Regions from separate parts of the Gasterosteus aculeatus genome. Here region 1 is linked to region 2. The links are chromatin contacts, called in public Hi-C maps. All regions are on one chromosome and are shown on one strand. Each heading gives the region's core, a stretch centred on a gene start, on an enhancer-like site or on the middle of the called end of the contact. The rest is flanking DNA. Distances are from core to core; before and after follow the strand shown. Region 1 overlaps nav1a (neuron navigator 1a). Region 2 holds the start of nav1a (neuron navigator 1a).

Region 1 (5,029 bases), core at 2,044-4,543, 38 kb before region 2:
AGAGAATAACACCCCGGGAGTCAATGGGAGGAAGGCAGAGTTCATTCTGATGCGCATTAGAAACCCCCATCACACCCCACTGTTAACCCTCTGAAAGGCTTAGCTATGGTGTGCATGTTCTGTGTGTGTGTGTGTGTGTGTGTGTGTGTGTGTGTGTGCGTGTGTGTGAGTGGGGAAAAGATTTGAGGCGGCTTCCATGCAAAAGCTTGTCCTCAACCATCCAGTTTAATTTACCCCCCACAGAGGAAGCAAGCATGTACTTTAAAGGCGCTATGGGTGTAGAGGGAGGGCATGAATGAGTGAGAGCAAGGTGAGGGGGAGTGTGTGTGTGTGTGTGTGTGTGTGTGTGTGTGGGGGGGGGGGGGAGGGAGTCTTACTGTGGGAACCAATCTTCAAGAATGAACCTATTCATTTCCTGGAATACCTTAAACAAGAAAGATACTTAAAAGTATTTATATACTATATACATTTAAGCAAGTTATACTGTGTATAGTATAGTTGAATATATACAAGGCAACAAAAACATGAGTAAAGATGGTAAAAGTAGTTGAAATGGTATAAGTAGTTCAGACCAGGCTTTGGTTCATACACCAGTAACGTATTAAATACAACGGCTTTATTACTAAAGTGATAAAAGCAGAAGTTGGTTGACTAAAGGATGTCAGTCTCTATGGTTTATATATATATGCCTGTTGTTTCAGCATCAAGTTCACCATCGGGTGCTTTCATGTCATTTCCTCCTTTTCATGTCTTTTATAGGTCAGGTGTGATTATATATGATAACAAGATGAAATGAAGGGAATTCAGTGAGGTCTCCAGGAAGAGAGCGACTGGTCTCTTTCCTGAAGGCAAACATGCTGAAATTCATTCATCAGGCACAAGTTGTGACATTTTAACCTCTGTAAATTAATAAAAGTCTATCCGCACACACTGTTTATTTCCTTTGCGCGCTCGTATTGTTGTCATTGTAACACATCGCTCTGAACTATGTGGGAGTCCATCACACACACACACACAAACCGTGGCCCCCACAGCCCTCCATACTCATGCCTCCTTGTCCTTGCAGTCTGCTGACCAAGTCCCTAAATTCTCCTATTCTTTTCCAACTCTGCCATAAGAGGAAGCCAGAGATTAGTGGGGATTATGCCATAGCGTCTCCACAGAGATTTACCAGCCCTAAGGACGGGACGGGACGGGGGGGTCGGGGCCTGGGGGGGTTGACAGTATCTTTGGCTAAGTTGAATGATACGGCCTTGAAATGAGACAGTATTGTCAAATTGGAGATATTAGATAGATGTTGTAGAAGTCCAAGGTAAAGACAGCGAGGAAATTGAGAAAAGATTTATTTCGTTCACTTTCCCAGACCTGTCTTTTGTTCCAAGGCAGAATGTGGGAAAACCGGTCTGAAGGATGTTAAGTTTAGTTCCCAAGCTCCATTCCAGCACACGTGTTGGTTGCTCAACACCAGTATGTTTCACAATGCTAAAATGGCCCGTAGTCAAACTAAACATCTCCATGTAGAGTTACAGGAAGCATTCCTTTAACAATTAACTGCAGTAAGCTCGGACCGTGACACGAGTGTTTGGGCAGACAGAGGAACACATGCACAGAAAAAGAGAGGGAGGAATATAAGTACACATTTTCTTCAGCAACAGTGCGATATCCCGCAGGTCTAACCGACAGTTAGGAAACAATATTACTTCCTGCTTTGGTGCCATGTGCGTTGGAAATGAAGCAAACTATGTACTGTAACAGAAGTGAATTATGAAACCGTTTTGCTCAAACAAACCCGTCACACACAAGAGAATGAAAAAGGAATAGAAGGATTTCGATGAAAAGGGAGGTGTCACAGGGTTTCTAGCACAGCAAATCCCCCGAACCCCATATGTTCGTCAATGTTAAATCTTTTAATGTGTTTGGGAATTAGTATTAGTGTATTTGTGCCACTTAAGCACACGGGCAGATTAATATCATAATTGTTTGTCAGCAGCATCCTGCTGTTACAGTTGAAGCCGACTGCATCCTCCTTAAGCAAAATGGCCCAGCACAAACGTATTATATTCAAACACAACCTCAGCTAAAAGATATAAAATAAACGTTTCCTATATGACTGATATTCTTTGCTAACTCAAAATTAAACTGATGCATATTGTCAAATAAGCTCCCTGCGACTGCTGGTGGTGATTGTCTCTCACTGGGAAATGCAGCGTGTGCGCGAGCTTCTCCCCGCTTTGCCCACACGTGCTGGAACAAAAGAGGGAGCGCACGCCTCCTCTCAGCCAACCTCCCCCCGTAATGACAGGAAATGTAATCGATTACACGCGGCACCGAGCAGAGAGGGGCAAAAGGAGCATCGCACTGAGGCGGAGAGGCCCCCGAGAGGAGCAGGTAGGGGATGACAAGAACAACACGCCCGTCTCCCTCCTCAGCGGCCCCCCGGTCTGCTTCCATTGACCGCTTCTGACAAACAAGGTCAATGGAGGAGAGAGAGAGCGGAAGACTTGAAGCAGAGATTTTAATCTACACGTTTGTGAAAATATTGAGCGAGAACATTTATCTTAAAAGGACCAGATCTGTGTTTTGGGGGCTTTTACTGGACGTTGTTAGAATACGGCTGAACATTTACAACCCATCCCCCATTTCGCTAAATTCAGCTGTGAGCCCGTCGGCCTTGCCGGCAGGGGCTGCGATGTGGAGGACCACTCGCAGCGTCGGCTCAATAGAGTTGTTTTTTTAATATGCCTTTTTTGTACTTTTTGGGTTACTAATAATTACTATAAAATGAATTGGGGCGATTGAGTTGTACAATCCTCCACGGCAAATTTTAAGTCCTCCTTAATGTCTTAATGTGCTTTTCAAGTCTATTCTGATGTCAGTTCACTTGGGACGGAGTTGAGGTCGGAGGGGCAACCGGTGTTTGGGAGGTGGTCTGTAACTGCTCCACCTAATGAGTCACAGTGTAAAGATCTGGTTCTTAGCAGGAGGGAAGCCCTTGGTGTGTCCTCTGAGGGTCACATCAGTGTGTTTTTACGTGTGTGCGTGTATGAGGGTGAAGGAAAGGGAACGTGAGAGTGAGCAAGTGAGTAAGTGAGAAAGCAGATCCATCACCTGCAACATAAATCAGATCCAGATGTGGGAAAAGGAATTCATTTTTCAGACGTGTCAGGCAGCATGACATTGTGCGTGTGTGTGTGTGAGACGTTCTACTTTTTGGCCAGTAGGTGGGGTCAGAGTACAGCAAGATTGAGCTATTACTGAGAACTAACACTACTCTCTACATCCAAACACACACACACACACACACACACACACACACACAAGCAGGGTTGTGTGTGTAGCTGCCCTGCCCCACTGGAGATGAGGTTTACAGGCAGTGAGAAGGTCCAGGAGTTGGACCTAAGAGCTCAGATAGGCATCACTCAGGGGACAGATAAGGACCTTCAGTGTTTGATTAACACAAACATTTAGTGGCAAGTGACCACTAGTGACATCAAATCTTATTCCAGGCATCTTGTGCGTTCCAAACAGGTCACTTCTCTACTAAGAGTTCCTCTTTCTGTTTCAGTTCCCTGTACTCTGTTGGATTGACACTAAGAGCAACCAGCTCACTTCTGCTTTTCTTGACAGCAGACAGCGCTAAACGAAAACACTTAAAGCCGCTGACTCTGAAAAAGCTTCAGGGAGCTTAGAGTGAGTGTGTGTGTGTGTGTGTGTGTGTGTGTGTGTGTGTGTGTGTGTGTCTGTGTGTGTGTACGTCCTGCTCCAAACTAATGTTTTCATAATTCAGACGCTTAGTGTAGTGAACCAGCTTGTCTCGCGGCGTAACCATGGAGATCTCATTGTCCGCACATTTGTGTGTGTGAATGTTGAGCTCATTACAACGACTCCAGCGACGACAACAGCAATCAACACCAACTCTCAAGCACACGCGTGTGAAACATTCACACACACACACACACACACACACACACACACACACACACACACACACACACACACACACACACACACACACACACACACACACACACACACACACACACACACACACACACACACATACACACACATACACGCGCGTATAGAGACATTATTCTCCTATTCTGAGATGACAAAACATTTTCCCTGCTTTGCTTTGTGGTGCTTCTCCATCATGAAAATGTGATATTCAGATTTGTTTCAGTTCACAGGCTGTGATGCAGACGAGGTGATGCGGGTTATTATTAGAGACGACAATGACAGCGAGAAAAGCACCACATTTGTGAAAACAATTTGTATTTGTTAACGTAACGGGGTAGAACAATGGTAAGTTGAATAATGGAACGTAAACCCCTCGAAGGAGACTTTTGGGTCAGTGTTCTTAGCTTACCGGTGTCAGCTAACAGCCCCGAACCCCCTGAAGCTGGACAGGTAGCATTATTGGCTTAGAGTTAGAGCTAGAGAGCTAGAATCAGGGTGCAGGAAAGACTGAATGACATCATCGCCATACTTGTTGGTTCATTACTGCCAGCAACGTCTTCAACACTAAACATCACTGTTGATAAATGAAAATGTATTTGTAATTAAAAAAGTGAAGCCGTTTAAGTCGTCCCACACCGGACCACACCTAATTTTTTCTTTACACGCAACTGAGCTTTACATTATACGTCCCCCCGTCTCGCTGTCTCGAGAATGACATGTGTGATGACGAGTGTAAAGGGGGGACTGGGAGGGGTCTGGTTCCAGATGTGAGTGGAACTCGACAGACAAGAAGGGGCCCGAGCTAGAAAAGGTCAGGAAATGGGGTTCTGACTCAGTGTGTGTGTGTGTGTGTCTGTGTGTGTGTGTGAGAGAGAGTGTACTGTACAGGGTCTGTGTGTCAGGCAGGTCGCCGTACAGTCATGGTAAACTTACCTATGTATAGTATGTGAGTCATGCGGACACAGTGAGTCATAGTAAGACCCCCGATGAGTCAAATTCCCCTCACCCCAAAAGTGTTTATGGCAAACTCTTCTTTTAGGACCCTGTTTCCTCCCGGTTTAACAGAACA
Region 2 (5,122 bases), core at 441-2,940:
CATATTTTATATATGTATACATTATATATAATACATATTGGGGAGATTTAATCTCCCCAATAGTAAACAAATCAGCGCTATTGGTCAGCAGATGTACATACAGTAAATGCATGTTGTACATTTCAGGAAACAATGCAGCAGAAAGAAGTTGACAGCTACAGCTCAGAAGACCAAGCATCTCTGAGTCTACTTATAATGTGAGAAATACTGACACCGATAATGGATATTTGGGTATTTCGCAGAAGGACTGGTGCTCGATCATTGTTGACTCATAAAGCTTATGAAGACCTGCACAGCGGCATACAGAAGCAGCGATGGAGCAGTAGGTCTATAGAGACAGATGTGATCGTCCATCCTGGTTTCACCTCATTTCTCTTCATAAATTCCTCTTCCTCCCCTTTTGCCTCATCTCTTGTTTTCTCTTGCTGTGACTCCTGGGAGGTGAAGTCACTAGAAGCATCAGAATTTCTGTCTGTCTGGTACAATTCCTGCATGGGCACAGGTGCGGTCTGGCTCTGTGCCTATCTGTATGGAAATTGGCTCGTCTCTGGGGATACACAGCGGTCACAGCACTGCTACTGCAGCCCACGTATGGAGATACCGAGGCTTAGCTTTTGTCTGTGTGTATATCCACAGAAAGACACGTAAATACTTTCCTGCCAACTAAAAGATGCGGTAAAAGGGTAATTTCCTGACACTCAAACCAGTGTTTGACAGCGTGAGCTTGTTATATGAAGACTGTTTGCTCTCTGTTTCCTGTATAAATGTAACAACACTGGGTTACATTAGTGCATTTTCCAATGGTTAAATTGTTAGTTAGTTGACGCAGTGGGTCACAGAGGGTCAATGCAAATATAAAACAATATAAAATAAATTCTAAAACACTAGGAAGTGGATTGAAACTCATTTCTGTTCGAAAGAAATACTACAAAAATACACTGGATTTGAAAGAATACAGAGCTTTTTTATGTTCCTCAACTATTCTCCAAGGATGGCACTGACATCTGCTGGACACCGTGTGAAACAGAAAAAGGGACTTCTCCTTTATTGATCTTTTAATTCTCTAGCGATGTCCCAGATAAAAAGAGGAAGGATAGTGTGGCAGCTGTCAATGAATGTCATAGTCATATTACAGCATTCCTTGCTTCTCTGTCCCATGAAAAGCCTGAATCCAGTTAAGGTGCCTCTGATCAAAGAAACAAGCTTCTCTTATCTCTCACACACATACGCGCCCTTGTTATGAAAACCCTCTGACTCATCACCAAAATCAATGACCAAGGGGGTAACACAGGCCTCTCTGTCTGTGCACTGAAGGACATGAGCAGTCCCTGTGGTTCTGTCTGTGTCACCCAGTGTTAATAGAAAGGTACAACGACAATGACAACAACCAAAACAACAAGAATGTGCCGTGATTAATAAGCTCACAATATTCTAGTGACACACAATGGTGCAAAAATGCTCCGATGTGCCGTTAGGGTTCTTTGAAAGACATTTTGACAAGTTAATAAATGGCTTTTTGTGCCACATCTGCTGTCTCTGCAGTGTCTTACCTCTCAGCGGCGTACCGGCTCCGTAAGTGTGCAGACAGGCAGAGCAGCTAAAGCGAGCAGAAGAAGTGGTCACACTCCTCCAACGTCCCGGGAACAATGGGCTTTTTTTTTTTCCTGGATCACTGTTGCATCCTCACCACTTCCCTCCCATTGGTCCACAATGCGTCCCTATTCACAGAAACAGGAAGCTGTGACGAACAGGAATTACTTTCCTAGCCAATCAGAGGGCCCCCCACTGAGGTGACTCCTTTTCAAAGTCCCTTTCTTCGATGAGATCAGTGCTTCCATTTTTGTTTTTTTTGTAGAAAAACATAATTTCTTTAGTTTAGACTGTTTAGACTCGTTACCATGAGTCAGTAACCCAAAAGGAAATGTACTCGGCCTACAGTGACTTGTGACAATGACACATCGTCTGTCATCTTCAAAAAGGCCACAACCTAGGCAGCTGACCAATTTGTCAGCTGCCCAGGAAGATGTTGTTTTTTTAAGTTCATCCCAATATGATCATCATGATTTCAAGGTGTTTCTTTCCCAGAGGATATAAGCGCTTGACTGAAGTAAATCTTGATTTGTGACATGATTTTCAACACAGCCATGTACATCCAAGTGAAGAAGTCATCAGTTCAGGGGTTTCACAAGATAGCTACAAGTCTAACACACACACACACACACACACACACACACACACACACACGCACACACACACGTCGACTCCAGTCGCACTCAGTTTAGAAGCATAGGGAGACAAACACAAGCACCCACAAAAAATAAACAGAAGAGCCTAATCAGACTACTAACCGCATAAACATCACCATGTGTGCGCAGTTTCCCTCCATTCTGATTCAATACAACAAACTCCTCACAATATCCAACGCTCTCAACAGATATCGGACACGCATTGTAGTATGTGCAATGCACGCAGCCCAAACGCTGACTCAGGCAGATCACATCACGTCACCCCTGGTTACAGAATACCCCCCTATACCCCCCCACCCGCCTCTCTTCATCCCACATAAGCTCTGCTTTTCTTTCTTTTAACCTTTCTCTTCTACTCCATCGGCATTTCGCTGTTACGCTGCTGACTGTGAACATGGACGTCCTTTAAAACATTGTGTTTCTATACATTCACAGTGACGTTTAGACATACAAGATTTACCAAAACAATCAAGGAGAAATATATCGTATTGACCAACGCGACGAACATAAATCCTAAATATTAAACAAGGCTGCACTCACCCTTTGCGAGTATCAGGATAGAAAGCAGCATGTGACTTTGTCTCCAATCTGTATGCCGCCTTTTCCTGCGTCCACTTTTGCCTGAAAGGCCTCTGGGATGCGTGCATGTGCATATGTGTGTGTGTGTGTGTGTGTGTGTCTCTCTGTCTGTCATTTTACCCCTCTATCACGTCACGGCGCTCGGCCGCTGCCGCAGTACGCCTGCAGCCGTATCCCCGCCCCTCTCTTTACTTCCCCCTCCCCTCATCACAATCCAGAGCGCTGGCTCTCTGTGTAATGGACCTGTTGGCTGCGCTCCCTCCCTCTCTGAGGTGAAATATAAGCCCAGCAGAAGCAGATACAGGCTGGTCCATTAGCTGGATGAGTGTGGATAGTGTGTGTGTGTGTGTGTGTGTGTGTGTGTGGCGGGGGGGGTAGTAGTGAGAGAGTCTGTACAGAGTGAGTAACAATACATGGTATTTAAGCAGATGTAACCACGAATGTGAAAAGCTGCACCCAATCATCAGGCTTTTAAGTCTAATTGGTGGTTGTTGGAAGCCGGATGAAATAAGACGGTAAAAGAAATCTGGCATTGTAAAAACATCGAACGAGTCGTCTGCGTCTGCACTAAGCGCGCATGTCTGCATGAGGGAGCACTGCGAAGGAGGAACAGCCCATCCGTCACTCCTCTAAATTGGCCCGCACATCTAATGAGAGGCTGAATGAGAATGAGAGAGGAGACGTGACCAAAACGTTCCATTGCCGTCTTTTCCCAGGTGACAAAAGGAAATATACGATATAGGAAATACGTCCCAGACCCGACCTTGAATTAAGCTTCCGTCCATCCGTCCTCGTAAATCTTCATCACATGAAGCCGGTCCACTTGAAACATCTGATTTTGGTTTACAAGAAAAGTGTTTTTGAAGCTGAGACACACACGTCATGCCAGGGTGACAGGACGCTATCAGACTGCAACAATCATGGTAATCACATGGAAATTGTAATTGCTATTCCTGGATCACATTTTTCCCACGTGTGTTCACAATGTGTTTGTTTTGAGTTAACAGAAAATAACCCGTTTACTCTGAGACGTATTGCTTGCTTCCCAATCCTTGTTGTCTCTGCAGGCCTTTTTCTGTCTACCTCAGTATCTCAGTCTCTCACTCCCTCTGCATCCATTCTGCCCTCTCATATTTCCGCTGCGCTGGCTTACAGTTTGACACGGTGACACAAGGGACTGCGCTGAATATTTAATGAAACCTGTGATGCGCAAAAGGACCAGAACCCCCCCCAAAAATGTGTCTGTGATTCTCCTCGATTTTACAGCGTACATTCAGCAGTTTATTTCCGACATGTTGTTTGTCTCCAATCGATCATTCGCTCTGCGAGGGTCTTTGACGTCTTCGTTACGCCTGAGAGCTCTCTGGCTGATCACATATTGATCAGGGCATTGGCTGGCTGTGCTTACACTTGACATGATCTATGATGAAGAGATACATATAGTAAAATGTGTCAATAGGAAAACAAATACATCGACTGATGCGTTGAACAAACCCTATTCGCAGTCATTGCCCAACGAGCACAGCACCCCCCCCCCCTCTTCTCCACTGGACCCGTCATGCCGTAGGCCTCAATCACTTAAGTGCTCATCTCTAAAATACTCACATTAATGCCAACGCCGCCCTTCGGTTTTTCGCCTCCCTTGACGGAATCCAAACGTGCGAGAACTCAGTCCAAAGTCAGCCAGAAGCAGAGAAAACACACTCACATGATGTGTTGCTTTGTCTCGGTGGCTCATGAAACGGGAAGTGACTCGAAAACAGAAGGATTATGGGTTGGAGCGTGCGAGCGTCCGTGTGTGTGTGTGTGTGTGTGTGTTTTATGCAGCGGGGGGTTAATGTCGTAGCTAATCTACTGATGTCCTCCGAAGCATGTCCCCCCCCCCCGAGAGACGCTGTTGTGACAATAGGACACTTGTGTCACTGTCACCCCTAGGGGCATCTGGAGGGTGTAAGGGGGGGGGGGCTACTCTGACATGTCGACTGTCTGGAACATGAGGCCTCAGACATGTAGTTTCAATGAGATGAGGAGAGAAGCAAGAGGAGGAACACAGAAGTGAGTAAAGAAGCACCGAGAAAGAACAAACCCCAAAAACAGAACAGGTCAACGCAGCTTAGTTGTTGGTTCCCTGTGAAAGTTTGGTCACTGACACTTCACACTTAACACTAGGTGTCAGTAAAGGGCTCATACTCACACAGAACTGCTACTGTGTTGTTTTACAGTAGGGATTAAGCCAACAGAGGGCAGATCTACACCTATTATCCATCCACCCGTCAGTGTAGTATCTGGAGCGCTCA

Evidence for each region. A called contact is a pair of places that touch in the nucleus more often than the background predicts.
Region 1: a contact with region 2 is called in a Hi-C map of liver, with 5 times the contacts expected there. The contact joins the enhancer-like site here to the promoter of nav1a in region 2. A contact is called at or near these places in 5 of 6 Hi-C or Micro-C datasets (liver, skeletal muscle, tail fin and 1 more).

Annotation. Positions count from the first base shown.
Region 1 is chr2:9,866,470-9,871,498 of fGasAcu3.hap1.1, reverse strand. The region is part of intron 5 of nav1a (neuron navigator 1a); the gene reads right to left. Among protein-coding and RNA genes, the nearest start is that of mybpha, 35 kb to the left of the region's middle. Within about 2 kb of position 3,293, at least 2 of the 9 cell types and tissues checked have open chromatin away from gene starts, as enhancers often do.
Region 2 is chr2:9,826,898-9,832,019 of fGasAcu3.hap1.1, reverse strand. nav1a (neuron navigator 1a) reads right to left here and starts at 1,690. Exons shown (of 30, transcript XM_078091149.1): 1 at 1,551-1,690.